Linked DNA regions of Sus scrofa: region 2 is linked to region 1. A link is a contact called in public HiChIP or PLAC-seq data. All regions are on one chromosome and are shown on one strand. Each heading gives the region's core, a stretch centred on a gene start, on an enhancer-like site or on the middle of the called end of the contact. The rest is flanking DNA. Distances are from core to core; before and after follow the strand shown. Region 1 overlaps SPTB (spectrin beta chain, erythrocytic). Region 2 overlaps FNTB (farnesyltransferase, CAAX box, beta).

What was found. HiChIP or PLAC-seq counts read pairs in DNA pulled down with a chosen protein or histone mark.
Region 2: a contact with region 1 is called in an H3K27ac HiChIP or PLAC-seq map of skeletal muscle. The contact joins two enhancer-like sites. A contact is called at or near these places in 1 of 47 Hi-C or Micro-C datasets (epiblast stem cells) and 1 of 2 datasets of contacts at active chromatin or transcription factors (skeletal muscle).

Annotation. Positions count from the first base shown.
Region 1 is chr7:88,908,458-88,912,958 of Sscrofa11.1, reverse strand. The region is part of intron 1 of SPTB (spectrin beta chain, erythrocytic); the gene reads left to right. Among named protein-coding and RNA genes, the nearest start is that of SPTB, 44 kb to the left of the region's middle. Within about 2 kb of position 2,553, at least 6 of the 83 cell types and tissues checked have an H3K27ac peak or open chromatin away from gene starts, as enhancers often do. A contact at or near this core is called in skeletal muscle, where this site is marked.
Region 2 is chr7:89,092,526-89,097,026 of Sscrofa11.1, reverse strand. It overlaps FNTB (farnesyltransferase, CAAX box, beta), which reads right to left. Exons shown (of 12, transcript NM_001244680.1): 5 at 1-100. Among named protein-coding and RNA genes, the nearest start is that of FNTB, 42 kb to the right of the region's middle. Within about 2 kb of position 1,751, at least 11 of the 83 cell types and tissues checked have an H3K27ac peak or open chromatin away from gene starts, as enhancers often do. A contact at or near this core is called in skeletal muscle, where this site is marked.

The DNA of each region.
Region 1 (4,501 bases), core at 1,304-3,803:
CTTCAACCTTTTTTGTTTTGACTTTTAAGGCCTCAGCGTACAACACTTTTATAATTAAAAAAAATCTCATAAGACACATTAGGTTAGCTAAAAGGAAGTACACCAGATTAATAATGATTCTGTGTAAGCTAACACCCAGTTCTGTTCTGGGGTGGGGGGCTGGTGGTGGTGGAATGGTTCAGGTCAAGGCACAGGAGCTAATGCTGAGAGAGAAGGGTGAATATTGATGCTCTCTGAGCCTGTCAACTGACCCTGTGTGGGAAAGCTGCCGAAGTTTCCCCTCTGTGCAAACCCACTCTGCTCTCAGAGCCCAGCTTCTCAGGTTGGTTTGATAGCTGATGGCTTTTATCCAGAGAAAGCAGCCACTTGAGCAAGCCTGAAACCTGTACTAATTCTCCACAGAGCATCACTTGCATCCCTTTTTTCTAGCATGAGAAGCAGGGATTGTGATGGAATAAGGGCATTGTGATGGGGCTGTGACCAAGGAGAAATGAGAAAGTAAGGAAGTTACTGCTGTGTGGGTTGTGAAGACTTGTGGCAAATAATATTCAAACACTGATTTTATTTTCCCCCATGGCACAAAGACATCTTGCTCCTTTCATTGACAACTCTTTTTTTTTTTTTTTTTTTCTTTTTACAGCTGCACTTGTGGCATATGGAAGTTCCCAGGCTCGGGGTTGAATCACAGCTGCGGCTGCCGGCCTATGCCACAGTCACAGCAATGTGAGATCTGAGCCATGTCTGTGACCTTCACCACAGCTCATGGCAATGCTGGATCCTTATCCCACTAAGCAAGGCCAGGGATCGAACCTGCAACCTCATGGTTCCTAGTCAGATTCATTAACCACTGACCCACGACGGGAACTCCTAGCCTGCTTGTTTTAATCAAAAATCTGTCTTCCAATATTTAGGGGCTCTCACAGAAAACCCAAGATGGTCAGTTCCTGAATAGATGCCATGTAAACACCAGATAAAACTTCTGAAGATTAAGGAAATCCTCAACTCCTAAGTATCCCCAGATTTTAAGTGCCACAGGCAGATGGGGAGTGGGGCAGGGGAGGGTGGGGAAGAATACTCTTTTTTTTTTTTTTAGCACCCGTCTTGTGGCATATGGAGGTTCCCAGGCTAAGGGGTCGAATCAGACCTGCAGCTGCCAGCCTACACCATGGGCAGAGCAAGACCAGATCCGAGCCACATCTGTGATCTAAACCACAGCTCACAACAACGGCAGATCTCCGACCCACTGAGCGAGACTGGGTATTGAACCTGCATCCTCATGGATACTAGTCAGATTTATTTCCCCTTAACCACAACGGGAACTCCCAAGAATACTCTTTTATTTCTAGAGAAATTGAGGTACAAAAGAGGGCCACACTTCATTCTTCTGAGTTGTGGAAGCAGTCAAATCCTGTGGAAGGTGCAAGATTTAGTGGCCCACACTCAGGGCTGTGCTTCGTGCCAGGCATTCTGTTAAGAACTTTTAAGTATTATCTTCTTTGATTTGTGAGGTGATGGCTATTATCTCCACTTTATATATAGATGAAGAAATGGAGGCTTAGAGAGTTTAAATAAATGGCCTCAGACTACGCAACTAGTGAGTGGCTAAGTCTAGATGCCCCCAGCCACTGCACAGCACTGCCTGGCCCACTTCCCCAGATCAAAGTCACCTTGGTCTACTATTTCTGGCACTAAATCCCCACGTGCTACCCTCTGGTTCTTTCTGGAAGCTGGCTCAAGCCCTTGCTGAATGGTTGAGTATTGCTACCATGTACTAGAGAACGCTGAGGCGTGGCAACTTTTTGGAGTCCCTTGCAGACTATTTTAGCAATGATCACTCACTTCTCCACGCTGTTCAGATGACCTACCCTGGCTTATGTGTCCACCACCCTGGTCACACGCACGTGCCTCCCTGGGAACGGCAGGCACTTGGCACCTCTTGCCGCCCAGGCCCCAGCCAAGCTCTTTGGAGTCAGGCCTCTTTAAGAGAGGAATGTGGTAGCAGTTACTTTACAGGCAGCTCAGCCTGATTATGGGGTGAGGCACTTACGTGCTGTCCAGTTGGGAGCTTCTGGGTAGCCCATTTACAGTGCTCAGAACTGGGGGTACCCTTGTCTCGGGTGCTTTGAGGTGATAACACTTGCCGCGCTCATTAACAGATAGGCGGAGCATGCTATCAAACTGTGGCACCTTGGAAAACCTGCAGAAACCCTCCTCTGGTTCCACACATAGGGGTTTCCCTTCTTCTGAAAATAGATATGCATTGTGTTAAAGAGGGACCCTAAAAATAGAGTGGAGCTGAATGGAAGAACTAAAGGACTAAACACAGACATTTCCCTTCTGATGTATTTGCTGCTTGTTTGTTCTGGGAAAGTCATCCTACCCAGCTTTCCTATCCTGTCTGTGTCTGTGATGATTTGGGGGGAAGGTGCTTGGAGAGTCTCAACAGGAAATGTGGGTCTGATGCTGGCTAGATCCTCAGTGCATTTGTGTTCTGAAATCTCAGGGCTGGATTAACTGTGACCCTAAAGGGCCTCTTGGCCTCCCAACCTAGATCATCTTTCTTTCCTGTTGCCTTTCTTGATGTTCCTGTTGCCTGGTGTTGAGCTGGATGTGGAAGACTCTGTCCCAGATGATTTAAAAACTGTTTATAGGCACCCTGCTCCTTTGATCTCCCCATTCCTCCCGCCAGTGGGCTTGGGTCAGCCAGGGATGTGATCACAGTGGTTAAGGGCATAGGTTCTGAGCCTGAAAGCCTGGGTTTGAATCCTGGCTCCATTACTTACTGGCTGATGGATAAGGACAAATCACTGAACTCTCTGATAAACCTCAGTCTCCTCACCTATAAAATGGGGATAATAAGAGTTATAAATAAATGGGTCTTAATTAAACTTGAAAAACCTTTGCACAATAAAGGAAACCGTTGACAAAATGAAAAGGCAACCTACGGAATAGGAGAAAGTTTTTGCAAACGACATGACTGGTGAGGGCATATCCAACATATATAAACAGCTCACAGTACTCAACATAAAACAACAACAACAACAACAACAACAACAACAACAAAACTCAGGAGTTCCTGTTGCTGCTCAGTGGGTTAAAAGCCTAACTAGTATCCACGAGGATGCAGGTTCAATTCCTGGCCTTACTCAGTGGGTTAAGGATCTGGTGTTGCCATGAGCTGTGGTATTGGTTGTAGACGTGGTTCGGATCCTTCACTGCTGTGGCTATGGCATAGGCCAGCGCCACAGCCACAGCAATGCCAGATCTGAGCCACATCTGTAACCCACCACAGCCCCCAGCAGCGCTGAATCCTTAACCCACCAAGTGAGGCCAGGGATCGAACCTACGTGCTCATGGATGCTAGTTATGTGGTTTGTTTCCACTGAGCCACAATGGGAACACCTCAGGTTTTTAAGTTAGCAGTGAAAAAAAGGATTGAGATAGCAGCAAAGTGTAGAAGCCTGGTAATGTTTCTTCCCTAGAGGGAGGTGGTCGCTAGCCTAATGGTTAGCGCATAGATAGCCTCCAGAGCAAGGAGCCTGGTGTGTTCCCATTGAACTCTCACACGTGGGAAGGAATGATAGATAACAGGCTCTGTGGGTCACGGCTCTCCAGATGATGTGTATGAATAGGTGTCCTCCTTCAGGTCACAAGGAGGCTTCCTGGAATAGCTTCAGAGTTCTTTGGGGGAGCTGATCCCCTTCAAGAGTAATATGCCTTATAAGGCCTGGGGTTGCATCTCAAACAATTTCAGGCTTATGTACATGGCCATACATTTGAGGCTATCCATATTAACCTTGTAACTTTCAAGGCTTTTTTTTTTCTTAGTATTTATAAAAGGTATTTTGAGATCTTTAAGCCATGAGTTTAAACAAATGCCACAGGAAATCTCACCTCTTCTGGCTCTCATTCCATATGCAGGAAAGACTCAAATATGCATATTAGCCATGTAGGGTATTCTCAATGGCCAGATAGGCCATTGTCTTGGAGAGATCCTAAGGTGGAAATCCCTCCTTCCCTGCCTCCTTCTTTTCCTTCTCCTCCTCCTTCTTCTTTCTTTCTCTCTCTCTTTCTCTCTCTCTCTCTCTCTCTCATGAGAAGGAAGAAGTTTTTTTCTGGATGGGTGTACCATCTGGGAACAGAGTGTGAACCAAACTCTCAGAAAACCTGAGTTCAAGGCTTGGCTTTGCCACCCAAGTACTGGGAAAGGAACTTGACCTTTTAATTTAACTGAAACTGGTATTAATGGTACTTTCCCCACTTCCATCCAGCCTCCCAAGGTTGTTAGAAGGATCAAAAAGAAATTGCATGAGAAAATTTTCTGATAAAATATTGTTTACCTGGACAAGAAAATCACCACTTCCTGTCATCAGCACTCAACTCAAATGCCATCTCTTCCATGAAGACTTCTCTGGTTTCTCCAGCATTTGATATTCTCTCCTGACTCTGAAATCCTGTGATATTTTGCTTATGCCTCTCTCTTGACACTTAATTTTATCCT
Region 2 (4,501 bases), core at 502-3,001, 180 kb before region 1:
ATTGACTGCTGCATACGTGGGTGCAAGGTGTGGGTACTGGCCAGGGCCCCCTCCAAAGCCACCTTCTGGGCTTTGACACAGCTCCAGGAACTGACACACACTAGGTACGAGGCCAAAAGGAAAAACAAAGTCAGCATTAATTTCAAAGCACTGAGTTCCACCGGAGCCCATGCCTCTTCATGCTCCGCCCTCCTCAAAAGAGAAGAGCCCTCCCCTCCCACCTCAGGACTAGATACTGAATACAGTTAACACCTGTAATGGGCCCAGTTCTCTACTGATGAGGCTGTCATCAGTTCCACATGCTTCCTTTCTGAGTTTTCTCTTTAAGCATTTGCCTATCATGAAGCAAGGAACAAAAGGCCAGGCAGAAACAGACAGCCTTTCATAGAACTGGGGGCAAGTCTCATGCCTCTTGACCAAATCTTTCCCATACTTTTCTCTCAATTTGCCACCTGGAGCTATAAAACCAGCCCCTTCTCCTTGCCCTTGAGGTATCTCCCAGGCTTTGGATTTTGTCTACATCGTGGTGATGCTCAACTACTTCCCACACTAACCACCCTGGTCCAGAGCCGTCACACGGGCCTAGAGGAATATTTAAAGAGGTGCTTCTCACCACCACTGCCACCTAAGCCCCAGGGGGCGACTGATTTTTATTCCCACCACCGACAAGAAACAAGTTTTCAATGCAATCTGTGTGCATGATTAAGAGACTAAGAGAGAGGTGGGCTTGTGCACGCTCAGCTCACCGTGGCAAACTTAAGCACCGCTGACTCGTATCACGAGAATGCATCCTAGTCTGCGGGCTCTTAGAGAAGATCTCACAGAGGCCCCAGCTCCTTCAAGGCAGGAAACGATGTACTGTGGATTGGCCTCCAAGCCTTTCCTTCCAAGCATGGCATCGGTTTGCCAAGAAGTTATATTCTTGCTTGAAGTGAAACTAAGAGAGCCCCTCTCTGTCTAAGGTCCTCTGAAGTTCACGGCAAAGGAGTGCCCCAGGAAAGTCCTGGTTATCAAGTTTGTTTCCCCACGACTTAGTGGGATCCCAACTTCTTATTAGGACTAGTCCTCATTTAAGAGAACCAGCTGCAAACCTGCGTCCTTCTAGTGCTCAGACAGCCCTCTTTTCCTGGGCTCTTTTGTCTCAGTCTTTCTTATCTACTTCTGCCAGAGAGACCACACAGAGTCTACTTAAGCCCCAGTAAGACACAAGTCTGCTTTCCCACATCATATTTGATTACTTTTGATTTCCAACCTCTCATTATCTAGGCAGAGACAGCCACACAAAACACTGCCGATCTGCGGAGTCCTGAAATCGTCACAGGTTAAAAGCAACACACAGCACTTCACTTTCCACCTGCACTTTGATTGCAGGAAACACAAGGATTGAAACTGACGTTGATAATCAGAGAAGGAAGACAGGTCGGTGGCATGTTTTTAATAACAATTAATTTTTGCAGGGGGAAATGAATTTGTTCCTAACATATTTCCCAAACCCTCATCAATTCTTATCCAGTTTCCTAGAAACAAACAGCTAATAAACTTAAAGTCTTACAAAAGTTTTGTCACAAGAACAAAAATGTTTTGCTGCTATAAACCGTAACAGCACATTTTTAAGAAGGAAAGCAAAAGAGTCACCCCGTTATCCATTCCCTTCCCAGCTCACATGTCAGAATTAGGTCAAATGCAACACTCCTGACTCCGTAGCCTGACGTCTGGAAAGGGCTGGGATCTGAATGTACCAGAAACACCATGAAATCACCCCTCCATGCCAGCCTCGCTCAGCTGACAGGCTGGAACTGACTGACTGTGAGCTATGTTGGGGAACAGGGGTTGGGCTTTTCTTGACGGTGAGACACTTCTGTACCTAGAACATTCTGATCCAGAGGACTGCACCTTAAGGAACTGGCAAGCTGACCAGGAAGCTACCAGCTGTTGAGAGCAGAACTCCTAGCAATTCTGAAAAGCAAAAGGTGAATGATATTTCTAACTATCAAAAGGGGGAGGAAAACTTGTTTTAGAGACCAGGAATTCACCAAAATTGCAAGCAGGAAACACTGAGCAAACACTGAAAGTGGCATACCTTGTGAAAAACAAGTATTCATTAATCACGCAGTCATATGACTGAAAGATCTCATAGATCAGTTTTCTTTCAAGTCAGCAAGTCATTTCATTCTAGCTTACGTGATGGTTTCCAAAGAAGTAGGAAACTATCTTTCAGAGCAGGGATTTACAAACCTCAAGTGTGTATGTCAGAGTCAAGGGGGCTAATAAAGAACACAGAGACCCAGACCTGCTGAAGCAGGAAAGAGCTGGGCTTCTGTATTTTTACCAAATTCTCCCGTCATGTGGATACACACGAAGTTTGAATATGCTAAGTCTTTGCAATGTAATTAGAATCACTCTGGGGATGTTTTAAAAAAATCCCAACACCCAGACCACACCTAATACCAATTAAATCAGAATCCCTGAGGGTGGGTCCAAGTGGCAATAGTTTTAAAAATTCCCTGTGACTCCAACGCACAACCATGTATCAGTGCTTCTCAAACCCGAATGTGCACAGAAGTCACCTGAGGATCTTGTCAAACTGCAGCTCTAATTCAGCAGAGCCAGGGGCACCCAAGAGTCTGCATTTCTGCTCCCAGGTGATGGCAATGCTGCTGGTCTGGGGACCACATTTTGTGCAGCTGTGTGATACACCTACACTGTCCAATAGGCAGCCACTAGCCACACGAGGCTAGTCACATTTTAATTTAAATTCATTAAATTTAAAATGCAGCTCCTCAGTCACATAAACCACACTGCAAATGCTCAACAACTGCATGTGATTAGTCACTGCCACAATATAGAGAACATTTCCATTACTCTGGAAAGTTCTTTTGGACACCAGAGCTCCGTCACCCAACCATTAAAAAGTATGTAGAACCTGTAAGAGGACCAAGTTCAGAGCAAGAGTATCAACGTATCAATGATTTAGTTGGACTTTTAGGGGATGGTTGAGGAGTGACCTAAAGCACTCGATTCTGGACATCACTGTCACCGGTATGGATGGAGGACTCAAAAGCATGCAGAGCATATGAGCAAATAATCCAAAATGGACAAAGAAAGTCTCCAAGGAGAGAAAGTCCAGAATAATATAAAACAAATCAGAAGCCAATAAGAAGACAACAAATTAAATAGGTATTAGTACCAAGTAATATACTTAGGGATGGCAGGAATGGGGAGTGAATAAAGTGTATAAGGTGGGAATAACTAGGAACATAGCAGAAAAGGGACTAGAGGCTAGGGCCCATGAGTTGTGAACAATAACAAAAATGCTTTATAAAAGCGTCGAACATAGTATTGGTCAGAACTACAATACTGGCTCAAGCCTCTTTTTTCCAACTCAAAAGAAGCTCAGAATAGAGTTGTAAAAAACACCTAAATATAAAAGTTTTTAAAGGAGTTCTTGTTGTGGCTCAGAGGCTATGGACCCGACTAGTATCCATGAGGATGCAGGTTTGATCCCTGGCCTCTCTCAGTGGGATAAGGATCTGGTATTGCTGTGAACTGTGGCATAGGTTGCAGACGAGGCTCTGATCCCACACTGCTGTGGTTGTGGTGTAGGCTGGCAGCTGTAGCTTCGATTAGACCCTTAGCCTGGGAACCCCGCCATATGCCAAAGGCTTACTATTACAGGAGTTCCTGCCATGGCTCAGTGGTTAACGAACCCAACTAGCATCCATGAGGACATAGGTTCGATCCCTGGCCTCATACAGTGCGTTAAGGATCTGGTGTTGCCATGAGCTGTGGTGTAGATCACAGACTCGGCTCAGATCCCGTGTTACTGTGGCTGTGGCATAGGCCGGCAGCTACAGCTCCCATTGGAGTCCTAGCCTGGGAACTTCCATACGCCGCAAGTGTGGCCCTAAAAAACAAAAAGCCAAAAAAAAAAAAAAATTAAAAAAGGGCTTACTATTACAGAAAACCACAGCGAAGAAGGTACCCAGCAAAATACCTCAAGCATACAATGTATAACTAATTATGCCAGCTTTCTAATAAAGAAACAAAAGCTGAAGCTGATCTGCAGCAAGACTGAATTGACGCCATAGCCACAGCAACAGCAATGCCAGATCCGAGCCACGTCTTCGACCTACACCACAGCTCACGGCAACACTGGATCCTTAACCCACTGAGCAAGGCCAGGGATTAAACCCGCATCCTCATGGATACTAGTCAGGTTCATTACTGCTGAACCACAATGGGGACTCCAAAAGCTGGTTATTTTATAGCACAGGGATTCTCCACCCTGGCACTCCTCTCATTTGTGGCTGGATCATTCTATGTTGTGGGGACTGTCCTGTGGAGGATATTTAGCAGCATCTCTACCTCCACCTCCTACATGCCAGCAGCACTTGGTCAAAAAAATGCCAAGAAGACAAAGGACAACACAAGGTATCCTCACTGAAAAGATAAGGAAACAGACAAATTAATTTTTTTTTGGCCATGCCCACAGCATGCAAAA